Regions from separate parts of the Mus musculus genome. Here region 2 is linked to region 1. The links are chromatin contacts, called in public promoter capture Hi-C maps. All regions are on one chromosome and are shown on one strand. The core of a region is the stretch at or near the end of the contact, and the rest is flanking DNA. Distances in the headings are between cores, read along the strand shown.

Region 1 (5,949 bases), core at 485-2,984:
AGCTCCAGCCAATGATTTACATTCACCCTGAAAACTCCTTCTCACTCTCCAAGGTTCATATACAGCCCTTGTCCACCCCAGATAAAGTGTATGCACACGAGCTGTTTCACTAAAGAGAGTCTAGGAGAGCTGTTTCAGGGACTATCATCTAAGAGAGTTGTAACTCTAAGGTCTGAGAAGAAGGCCTCCTCCCCACCCCCACCCCCAGGTGCTCCCAGTCAGACCAGGATCCTGCAGACCCCTCCTGTTCCCAATCCCACTTCATCCTTTTAGCCTGGTATGTAGAAGTACCTGGATATTCTAAGGGAGAAAGCAGAACTCGGTACCACAGCTCTTACACATGGCCTAGTGTCTGTGTGGGGGGAGGGGGGCGGGGGGGGGGAGAGCAGGGACCACTACCTTGGAGACCAGCTGCTACTTCGGATAATGGAAAGTCCTTTGAGAGAATGCCAAGTTCCACTGACAGCGATGTTCTCGCTGTCACAGATGCGAAACAGATATCAGACAATATCTCAATTATTGATTTAGTGCAGGCCAGAGGCAAAGAGAGTTTGAATCCTGGCTGCGGGAAGACTGTGAGTCCCTACAGAGTGTCAGGAGAAATGATAAGAGAGAATGTCAGTATTAGAGATGAGAGCAGCTCCCCACGCCTCCAGCGTCCGTGCCCACTCTCCTGCTGGACCACAGCTTCCACTTGAACTATTGGCATTATCTTCCTGACCCTCAGGCCTCCAAGTCAAAGAGGTCCATTTAGACAATGAACTAGGCCTCATATACAGAGAGGCTAGATGTGGTCATGATGCAGGAGTTAAAGGGCCTGAAGACTGGTTGTTGGTAGGAAACAAAAGATGATTCCAAGATTTCCAACCTGAGCAGCTGGAAGGAGGGTTCTCACAGGAATCTCCTCAGAGAGAGCAGCTCCACGCATGAAGGTAAAGGCGGCTGTGGCCCACCCACAAAACAAGCGCCTAAAAGGAAAGTGACGGGATAAATTTGAAATAATGTTCTGAGTTGAAATGTATCCCTTTTCCCAAATTCTTGTAGTCTCAAATCCTCGCTCAGAATGTCTCCTTAGTTAGAAGTTGGTGTCTGAGCATTGGTGGCACACACCTTTAATCATTAACACATTCAGGAGGCAGACAGGTGGATCTCTGAGTTCAAAGCCAGCCAGGTAAACAGAGTGAGTTAGTTCTAGGGCAACCAGGCTAAACAGAGAAATCCTGTCTCAAAAGAAAAAAAAAAATTTTAGATGTTTTTTACAAATGTGATTAGTCAGATGAAAGAAGGTCCTACAGTCCTAATGTAACATCTGGTATCACATAAGAGGGAATTTGAGCACAGAAAGAATAGAAAAAAAAATGATAATGAAGATAGCCAAGGGTGACGGACATGTGAAATTGAGGTAGAGTGGACTGCTATGCCTACAACCCAGGACGCCTGGGAGAGAGACGAGCCTGCCAGGACCTTGATGTCGCATGTCTAACCTCCAGAACTATATGCATTTCTATTTTAACTGACCCAGTTAGTGGCACTTTGCTGTGGCTGCCCTAGGAGAACCAGCTGGGGATCAGTGTGAAAGACGGTGTTGTAAAAAGTACATAGTGAGCCTGAGAGAAAACCCACAGAAGAAAGGAAACAACAGCCAGGCTGAGGCGGGGGAAGGAGTCACATGTGAGGAACGAGCTGTGTGTCCCGCATGCGTGTGCCTACTGCCTGAAGAGGCCAGAACACAGCACTGATCCACGGGAGTTACAGTTTAACCTGCTATGAAAGTACCGGAAACTGAAACTCGGTCCACTGAGAGAGTAGCAACTGCTCTTAACCTTTGGGCCATCTCTCCAGCTCCCCCTGCCCCACCTTTCTCTTTTATTTTTCTCATATGAGTTGAATAAACATGGTTTTGCTCAAGAACAAGATAGCTGGCATTGAGATCTTAGATCAAAGGCCTCCTTTTCTCTGACTTTCTTTTTCCCTCTACCTCAGTGGTCGGCACCAAATGGACCGGTGAGTTTATCTTGGATGCTCTGAGTACTGTTCTATGCTAACAGTCCCGGTTTATTATTCCACAATGACCCTAGCAAGGCAGATGGGCTCCCCGTGTAGGACAAACACCCCCTGGACTCTGTCACTTGGCACAGCTGAATCCACCCCTCACAGTTGAGGCCAAGGCATCTGGGTCGTTTCTCTCCCCCACAGCCACATCAGCCTCCTCTCTCCATCTCCCTTGTTGAAGTATTTCTCTCGCGTCCCCTGGAACCGAGAGCTAGTTCTGTTCCAGCAGCTGTGTTTCTGCAGTTTGTTTAATGTTTTTCTTGCTGGCAAATCTCACACGTGACAAAGCATGCGAGTCTTTGTCTCCTCCAGCACATTTAGTTCTTTTTGTTACGTCCAACTTTCTGCCCAGAAACAAACAAACAAAAAAACCTAACGTGCTAGACGTTGGTAGCAGTGGTAAAGGTAATTTTTATTAATTTTTAATACCTATTTTCATGAGCAGTTTATCCAAGTCTTTCCCAAAAGATTGAGCCATCCTAGAAGTCCAGAAGTTGCCCCTACCCATGATGGGTGGACAAGATCACTTCAGGTGAAGGGAAAATTTGAAGACACACCTCTGAGAGCCCGTGCAGGAAAACACAGCAGACCACAGAGTACAGGATGGGGAGGTAGCTTCACCCTTCCAATTCCTTAAAAAAAAAAAAAAAAAAAAGGCTTTGTAATTTTTCCAAAAGGGTATATGTTTTTCTAAAGTGACTTTCTTAAACATGCAACTCTCCAGTCATAAACCTCCACCTGTGGTGTCCTGAGCTGTGGTGTCCTGAGAAGGTGCTACGGGTGAGATATGGTTTGCCCCTCGTGGCTTTGTGTGATGGTCATATGGTTTCCTTGTAGCATGTTCCTGAAAGGCAGAGAACACCAAGAAGAAGGCTGGTCTGGAACGCTGTTAGATCACAAGGGTATTCCTCCCTGAAGGAACTGATAGCACACTCGTGAAGCCCGGCTTAGCTGACCAAAGAGGTTACTATAAAAGACTAAACCTGGCTTCATTCACTCCTGGCCTCGCCAGCTTCCTGCATCTCCGTGTGCTTATTCCCTCCAGTCACGCTGCCACGGTTTTATCAGCTACTATGATTTGATGGGGGAAGGGGTGGTGTGGGAGGGTTCGGGACGGATGGCACTCTCACCAGAGTCCAGATGGATGAGGCAATCCAATCTTAGACTTTCAGTCCCTCAAAATGTAAATTAAGCCTCTCTCATATAAAGAGCATTTGCCCTTAAATATTTTGCTACATCAGAAAATGGAGTAATGGGAAAGGACTCGTATTTCTTATGATTTTTCTCACTTAGAATAAATACCTTGAACTTAATCTAAAGAGACGCAAGACAAGCCTGGAATTGTAGACAATGAAACAGCTATCAAAGATATCCCTCAGGATGGAGGGAGGGCTCAGCAGTTAAGAGCACTGGCTGCTCTTCCAGAGGAAGAGTTCTGTGTCCTGCCTTTCTAAGGCTGTCTCCCAGACTCCCAAGGAAGATTTAATCCCTAGCACCCACAAGCCCATAACTGTCTATAACTCTGGCCTCAGGGGACCCAAGGCCCTCTTATAGCACCTAAGGGCACCAAGTACAAAGGTAGCACAGATAAATATAAGTAAATAAAGATTTAAAAGCATCCCTCGTCAATTACAGGGCAGAAAAACTAACTCTGGTCAAAAGAGAAGAAAATGTGGCAGCTGACTATATTGTCGGATCCTGGACATACCCTGGCACTGGAAAGGGCCATTCATGGGATAATTGGAGAGATTTGAATTATTTAATTTGAAATTAAATCTGAATTTAATTCTACAAAATTAATCTGTAGAGTAACTAATAGATTCATAACAATACCCATTTCCTGATCATGGTCCCTTGTACTCATTTCTGAAGAGTTAGCATTTGAAGAGGCAGAGCAGAGTGTATACCTTTTTTTTTTTGTAATGTTTTGTAAACCTAAAGTTATTTTAAAATTTTAATAGGAAAGGGTGGGGGAGTAGGTCATACTTGTAACCCCTTGGGAGGCAGAAGCAGTCAGATCTCTGAGTTCAAGGCCAGCCTGGTCTGCAGCTTGAGAGCAGCCAGGGCTGCACAGAGAAACCCAGTCTCAAAATAAAATAATATAAAATAAAATAAAATAAAATAAAATAAAATAAAATAAAATAAACAGCTGTTGATGATATATATATATGCCTATTAAATGAGGGACAGCTAGTTCCCTTTCTGTCCTTGCTTCCTTCATCTAAGTTCTTCTATGCCCTCCTTTCCAAGGCTGTCCCCTATAGACTCTGGGGCCTGAAGTCACCTTTGCTCTCTTGCCTATCCATCAAGGGGCATCTCTCCTGAGCCTGACCCACTGGGACCTGTGAGCCTGACTCTGAATGAAGCCCCTGGAATAAAGTGTTGGCTGTAAATGATGGCTCTCTGTAGCTGCCTTTTCAAATACCAAAGGTTCTAAGAGCCTGCGGGCATGGCTCCTATTTGACAGAACCAAAAAGAGTTGAAAGGGGATAGATTAAAACCTGACAAAACGCTGAAAGTCGAGGTTTCCTACTACAGCCTGAGGCAGCAGTGTTCTCACAGGCTATAGAGCAGAGCTTCCTGAGGGCTTTTAGCCCTTCTGACCACAGCAGAACTTCCCCTCGATTCAAGAGGAGGAGGGGCTGGTTTCTGGACTGAACTGTTCAAGGAATTCTCATGCCTGGGTCCCCTTTCTCTGGTCAGCCCAGGGCCTTCCAAACATTCCCTTGTCATGCTGCTTTGGGGAAAACACGCAGTAAGCCCATTAGCTCTGCAGCTCGGCACACTGCCAGCTGCTGGCGCTCCGTCTTATGGGACCCTTTACACTGGCATTGGAAGATCCAGAACGCCCAGTGCTGAATGCCCTGCCCATCTCCCACTCCATTCCCATATAGGCTGAAAGGGATCTGGGAAATTGTGAATACTACCCTACACACACACACACACGCACACGCACACGCACACGCACGCACGCACGCACGCACGCACTGCTCCTTAGAGTTACCCAGAGTTGGGAGCAGGGGCAAGTTTCTTCCCTGTGTGACTGTCAGTGCCTTGTTTCAGACTCAGGCCTTAGCTTCCATTCAGGGCCACAAGGCACATCCTACTTGATGACTAATGAGTGTGCTTCGGCGTGAGAAAACTGGGCCTCCGATCCGGGATCCTCAGCTTCCTATGTAAACCTCGTCCCCTGCCTAACTACACAATCTGTCCCTTCTGTGCTAGTTTCTAGGAATGCCCCATCCAAGTGTGTAACACCTCTTACAATCTAAAAGGCTAGAAAAAGCTGAAGAGGAGGATTATCCCATAGGAAGACCAGCAGTCTCAACTACCAGACCCCTGAGATCTCTCAGACAATGAGCCACCAACCAGGCAGCATACACTAGCTGGTCTGAGGCTCCTGACACATACAGCACAGGACTGCCTGGTCTGGCCTCAGTGAGAGAAGATGCACCTAACCCCGGAGAAGCTTGGACATTTGCTTCTGGTAGCTTTGCAGTTGTTACATGAGCTCAGAGCTTCACAATCTTCATCTACACAACCAGGATTCGGAGATTCCGATACAAGCCTGACCAAGTGGCTAGCCCTCTCTGGTCCTTCACTCTCCTCATTTGGATGTACGTTGTATGGAAACACGAAGGTGCCTTGGAGGGCTCGTAAATGCCAGTGGTAAAGTGAACAACCAATGGACGACCCGGAGAGAGTGATTTTAGAAGCCTCAGTTGGTGGGTGCTCTACAGCGGATGGCAACAACAACTTGCTGCTTTCAGTGATGGAGTGTAACTCTCACTTGGGGTTCTGCTGACCCTCCAGGCCACTCTAGCTCAGTCCTAAGTTTTATTTATCACTGGGATCTCCCCTTGTATTATAGCCCACAGCTGCCTGAGATTCCCCCTC
Region 2 (5,516 bases), core at 398-2,897, 300 kb before region 1:
TTAATCTTCTTTGTCAAATTCACAGTGTTAAGCATACTCTGAAGCCAGCCACATAAACAAAACCAAACTCCACAAAATTAGGCTGAGCTGAAGTTACATAAGACAGACTAAACTGTGGCTTCCCCCCACCCACCTCCCCACCCCTCCTCTTCCCAGCGAACTCTGACATCTGTCTCTTAAGTGCATGCAATTCCCATGCAGGTGCGGAAGGCGCTCATCTGCTGAGCTTCCAAATAAGCAGTGATCTTTCCAGTACTACCTTCCCCCCCCCACACACACACACAGAAAGGCTTGCAACAAACTGAAGGCTAGGAAACTTTAGATGAGTCTTTAAAAAAAAATTAAGTCGGCACTTACTTCAAGGTAGTAATCAAAACACGTTTCTCAAAGTTCCCAGAGCCTCTGCTTAGGGGTGAGGAGGGGGGCTTCCTCGCGTGCCTCTAAGCCCACCCATCAACACCCGCGTGGGTCTGAATACAGATCTTTCAACAGAGGACAAAAGCGCGGGTTCCCTGGAGCGGCACATCCAAAGGGAAACCAATCCTTTCCCTGCAGCACTACCCAAGTTGCTCCAGCTCCAAGAGTTTCCTGCACTTTCCACCTCCCCCCACCCACACCCTTTTCATTGCCCACTTTACCCTGCTTTAATCCTGCGAAGCCTCCCTCCTGGTTTATTAAGGGTAAACAATAGAAAATGTCACACGGAAACTCAGGAAGTAGATGAAGTCTCTAATTGCTGCCGTTTTAACGATTGTAGATAATTACTATCTTCAAAATGTGATTTTCACCAGCGGAGTGGGAGCCGAGGAGGGCAGGGTGGCGAGCTCCCCGCCGCTGGCAGGGCATCGGCAAGGCCGGGGCCCGAGGGGTGCAGGAGCCCGAGGGGTAAGGAGATCAAGGGGTGCGGAGACTCGAGAATGGAAACCCGGGAGATCCGGGAACCGTTGTTGAGAGGACCCGGGAAAACCAGGACCCGGTCCAGGCCCTCGGCCGAGCTCACTCCCGGCGCAAAAAGCGGAGGCCAACCAGCGGCCCGGGTCACAGACTGGAACAATGCGTAACCCCCGCGGACTGGGCTCTGGGCTCGGAGACAGGGCTCCGCGTTCGCGGTCGTCGGGAAAGAGAAGTCCCCAGTAGCCACTGGCTCCGGGCTTCACCGAGCGACCCCGCGTGGTGCAGGAGCGCCCTCCGGGCCGCGGCAACGAGCACCCCGGGGACCCGGGCCCTCAGGAGCGCATCCCTCTCCCTCCGCGACGCCCCGCCGCCCGCGTCCCCAACTCACCCCAGGACCACCAGCTCCCCGTATTTCACCGGCTCCTTGTTGGGGGCGCTGGGTTCCTCCTGGCCCGGGGAAAACATGGAGCCGCGCTCGGCCGCCGCCGCTGCCGCCTCCGCCGCGATCCCCGCCGAGTCCGCGCCGCCACTACACTCCCATCCCGAAAACGGGGTGAGCGCGCCGGGGAACGGCACGGCGGCGAACGGGGCGCTGGGCGGCCAGTCCCGCGGCTGCTCCGTCGTGGCTGTGCGCGTCGCCCGCCGGCTTCCCCGGAGCTATCCGTACGTTGGCCGCTACGAGCGGGACCCGGCACGGAAAGCGAGCGGCGACCAGAGCCCCGCGGGAGGAGGAGCGCGCGCCGCCGGGGGGCTGAGCGGGCTGGGCAGGTGGGACGGCCGCGCCGCCGCCCGCGTCTCCGCGCTCCCGCGGCCCCCGCCCGCCCGCCCGCCAGCCCCCGCGGCCCGCGAGCGCCCCGTGTTATGTAAACATAGAGTAAAGGGGAAGGCAAGCCCTTAAAGGGGCAGCTCTGTTTTTCTCCTCTCTTCCTCCGAAAAGTTGGAGCGTGGGGGTCTTCGTCCTCAGCCCGGGGATCCGGACCCCGCTTGCGTGAAAGCCAAGCATACTGCCCACCCCCCACCTCCGAGCTCACCATGCTGAGCGCACTGATCTGGGGGTGTCTGCTTTCAAAGCCAAGCCCTTGAGAGGGGGGCTTAAAAAGAGAAAGAATCTGCCCATGGGGGGGGCGCTAATTGAAGGGCTCCCCACCATTTCATGTATCAAGAGAAAGGAGAAAGAACGTGGGGGGGGGGTGAGAAAAGAGAGAGAGAGATGGAGGGAGGAGAGGGAAAGGGGAAAAAGAAAAGTTAAAAGTTACTTTTAATCCCTTATTCACATCTCTGTCCCTTCTTTCAACCCCCTGGGGAATTTAAAAGGAAATTACCTAGGTGGATTTTTTTTTTTTAAATGAAGACAAATGTTCCTTTATTTCCATGGATTAATCAAGGCACTGTTTGTATTTTATGCTTTCTTATGGTGCTGTGTCTTTAAAATATTGTAGGCTGTGATAGTTTTACTGACTGCTGTTTTTCATCATAGAGGAATTTATTATTCTAGCATTTATTAAGCCCTTGCAACATGCTAGAGACGCTACATATTATTGCCTGTCACTGCCTTTCCAGACTGTTAAATATTTAAAGAAATAAATACTGCAAAAGCTACCCAATGTATAAACATCGAGAGTGTGTGTGTGTGTGTGCCCGCGCGCGCGCGCGCGCGCACACACACACACACACACACACACACACACACACACATACACACACGTTTAGGCTATGACTCTAAGTAAGGAGTTAAAAAAGAAATAATTGCATGAGTAACCTTCCATTCTACTGCTCAGCGCCGTGCATGTATCGCTCTCTGACAGGCTATTACTGTAGTGACATGATGCTTTCTGTAATTTTACTTCAGTTAGTAACTGGCTTTTCTTCTTTTAATTGAGGCTTTGGAGATAAATTACTCCAGAATAACAAAAGCCACACTATTGATGAGCCAAAAATAAACTTTATTAGACGATTACCTTATTTCCGCTAATTACAGAAAGTCTATTCTTAGACTAAAGACAACTAGCTATCCGGCTTATTGTACAAATCCTCTGTACTTTTCTCTGTTATGAAAATGTAAAGGTTTAACCAGCAGCCCTTTTTTAGAGAGTTGAGCTCTTTCTCTTCATATGGTGTTGGTAGATTTCTGTATGACGGAGTGTAGTTTTCCTTACTCCCTAGTCCCACTTACTATATCCACTATGCGACTGTCAACAACCCTTTGAATCCCGTCACAGTTACCCATCTCCCTTAATTATAGTACCTCGCTCTGGCATGCGAACTTCCCCCAGTCTGCTCTATTGCTGCTACTGATCTCTAGGCTACAATTACCCCCTTCTCTCCTGGCATGCTGTGCTTTTGTGCTTGCATTACACTGTTCTGGCTCCATTTCTTCCTTGCTGCGCTCTGCATCTGCTGTTAGGGGGATGGAAACAAATATTTATTAACCTCCTTCTAAGTTCCAAACACTAGACTGGGTGCTTCCCATAAGCTGTCCCAGGCTTTGGCAGAGACACTCCATTGCTGGTCAGCTGGTCCAGACACCTCTGCCCTCCACCTGCGAGGGGGGTGGGGGCGCTTCTTTCTCTTCTCTCCCAGCATGCCTTGGGCATGTTGATGGTGTTTAATCGAGTTTGTCTTTATGAAAGTTACTTACAGGTAGTTCTGCTTTCTCTGAGTTTTTATATCTGTGGAGGCTTTGATCTTAGGCAGCTCAGGACTTGTAAGTGTATCGTTTCTGTCAATCACTGTTAGCCTTGCAACCCGGCAGACTGGGAAATCAGTCTGTTGAGGGCCTACAGGAATGCATGCATAGGACCACAGTCGAGGGAATCTGAATGAACAAATGGACCAAATAGGGACTGGTGGCACATCGGTGGTCCTGTGGGCTCTAAAGAGACACTCATCTCTACCTAATTATTGTCCCCTGAGAATGATTGCTCACTCTTACGTATGAAATCAATTTTAAAGTCCCCAATCCTGATTATGCATAAGCTTCTAATATTAAACTATCAGAAATGCATTTGAGCTTTTTGGACTTGTGAGCATAATATCGTTTAATTGTTTGGCTGCCCTTTATATGCAGTGTGGACCCATTGAAACTATAACCACTTTCTAAGTGGTTCCCAAATCCCCCAAGTCTGCTTTTGCTGATTTTAAGGGACGGCCAGATGAGTGAAAATAAATGAATACATCTCAAACGAGATCGAACAGCAGAGCTGTGAGTTTGTGGTGAACTTGACTTGCTCAGAGTCTATGGTCAGCTTTCATCTCTCTCTTCCTGTCCCTTACCTGGCCCGTCCTCTGCTTACAGCGTCAACCAGGAAGAATGTAATCACCTCCATTCCAACTAACACCAGGATTCTGACTGTAACAGGAACGTATCCCCTTCTGAATAATTGTTTTATTAGCTCCAGGCTGGTGGGACAATCTGGCTGTGCCATCTGCCAATCCACTGAGAACCAGGGTGGGGTTGGCTGTCCTTGCTACCCCTCACCAGCCCCTTCTCTTCCCTCCCTGCTGTCTGTCATGCATGTCCCCAAACCACTCCACGAGCCATGTTTTCTGAAAGAGCCCAATATGTACCGGTTTCTCTCCCTGATAGATCTACCTCTTTTGCTTTCAAAGTAGAAGCTTCAGCCAAATGGTCTATGTTTGCTTTGACATACTTTAAATAAAACCAACCATATTTCTAGGATGAAGAGTTTAACTTTTGATCACACCATATTTATGTTTACAACGTCTAAGGGACAAGTATGCGCTTTGAAAAATACATGTTTGGACAATACATGGTTTTGTGTGTGTGAGACATCAGACATTTGACTTTTACACTATACCCTCAGCTGTAGGCATCATGTGTCTTCTTTGCCAGGCATACAGAAAATGTGAGAAAAAAGAAATTTTGAAGGCCATTTTAAAAATCACCCATAAACTTGACTAGGAATAACCCTATTTATTATGATGTATGTTTCCTCCTTAAAACTTATTTTTACATCTTTATTTATTGATCGTGGGGGGGTGGGGGGGGGACGTACATCCTGAACATGTTTCCGGTCATTTGGTAGCAAGTTTGCATACCAAACTGCAGCCCCCCCTTTGTGTTCTAATTGGTTCCCTTTCCTCCTTCTGGTTTGCTTTCGTTTGTTTTGTTTTGTATTTGACATTACTCTAAAGAACTTATTATCCTACTTTTTCCTCATTTAATATCGTATTCTGAGTGGTTCTTTTACTACACGCTCATGATAATCTGGGAGGTGGGGTTGAGCAAAAGTATCAACATCTATTAATCATTCCTCCTTAATAGAATATATTTCAAATTATTTGCTCTGAGAAAGGTATTTGTATCTGTTACTATTTCACTGAAATGGATTCTACAAATAACTACTATATCAAAGGATGTAAACATTCGAAAGACCTTTTGATGTATACTTCCAATGTGTTTTTTGAAATGATCAGGGTCTGCCAATTCACGCTGCAGCCCAGAGTAAAAGGAGAGCCTGCCTCAGGGAATGCTGGGCAGCATCGTTAAATCCTCACTAACTTGATGGGTCATCTTTTTTTATTTGTATTTCTGTGATTACCATTCTGAAGAGTGTCCACTTTTACTTGTATTGTGTAGCAAGAAACACACACGGTGAGAC

Evidence for each region. Promoter capture Hi-C pulls out the DNA fragments that hold promoters and counts their contacts.
Region 2: a promoter capture Hi-C map of liver shows a contact between it and region 1, with 4 times the contacts expected there. The contact joins the promoter of Peli2 here to the enhancer-like site in region 1. A contact is called at or near these places in 8 of 39 promoter capture datasets (the 3T3-L1 cell line, cranial neural crest, embryonic stem cells and 3 more), 3 of 484 Hi-C or Micro-C datasets (nephron progenitors and uterus), 16 of 115 datasets of contacts at active chromatin or transcription factors (acute myeloid leukemia, craniofacial prominence, embryonic basal ganglia and 9 more) and 2 of 9 other capture datasets (embryonic stem cells and pancreatic islet).

Annotation. Positions count from the first base shown.
Region 1 is chr14:47,819,641-47,825,589 of GRCm38.p6, reverse strand. Gm35360 (a long non-coding RNA gene) reads right to left here. Exons shown (of 3, transcript XR_383412.2): 2 at 2,791-2,896; 3 at 2,500-2,684. Among named protein-coding and RNA genes, the nearest start is that of Gm35360, 8.4 kb to the right of the region's middle. Within about 2 kb of position 1,734, at least 22 of the 459 cell types and tissues checked have an H3K27ac peak or open chromatin away from gene starts, as enhancers often do. A contact at or near this core is called in liver and uterus, where this site is marked.
Region 2 is chr14:48,117,000-48,122,515 of GRCm38.p6, reverse strand. It overlaps Peli2 (pellino 2), which reads right to left and starts at 1,647. Exons shown (of 6, transcript NM_033602.2): 1 at 1,283-1,647. The coding sequence starts at 1,359.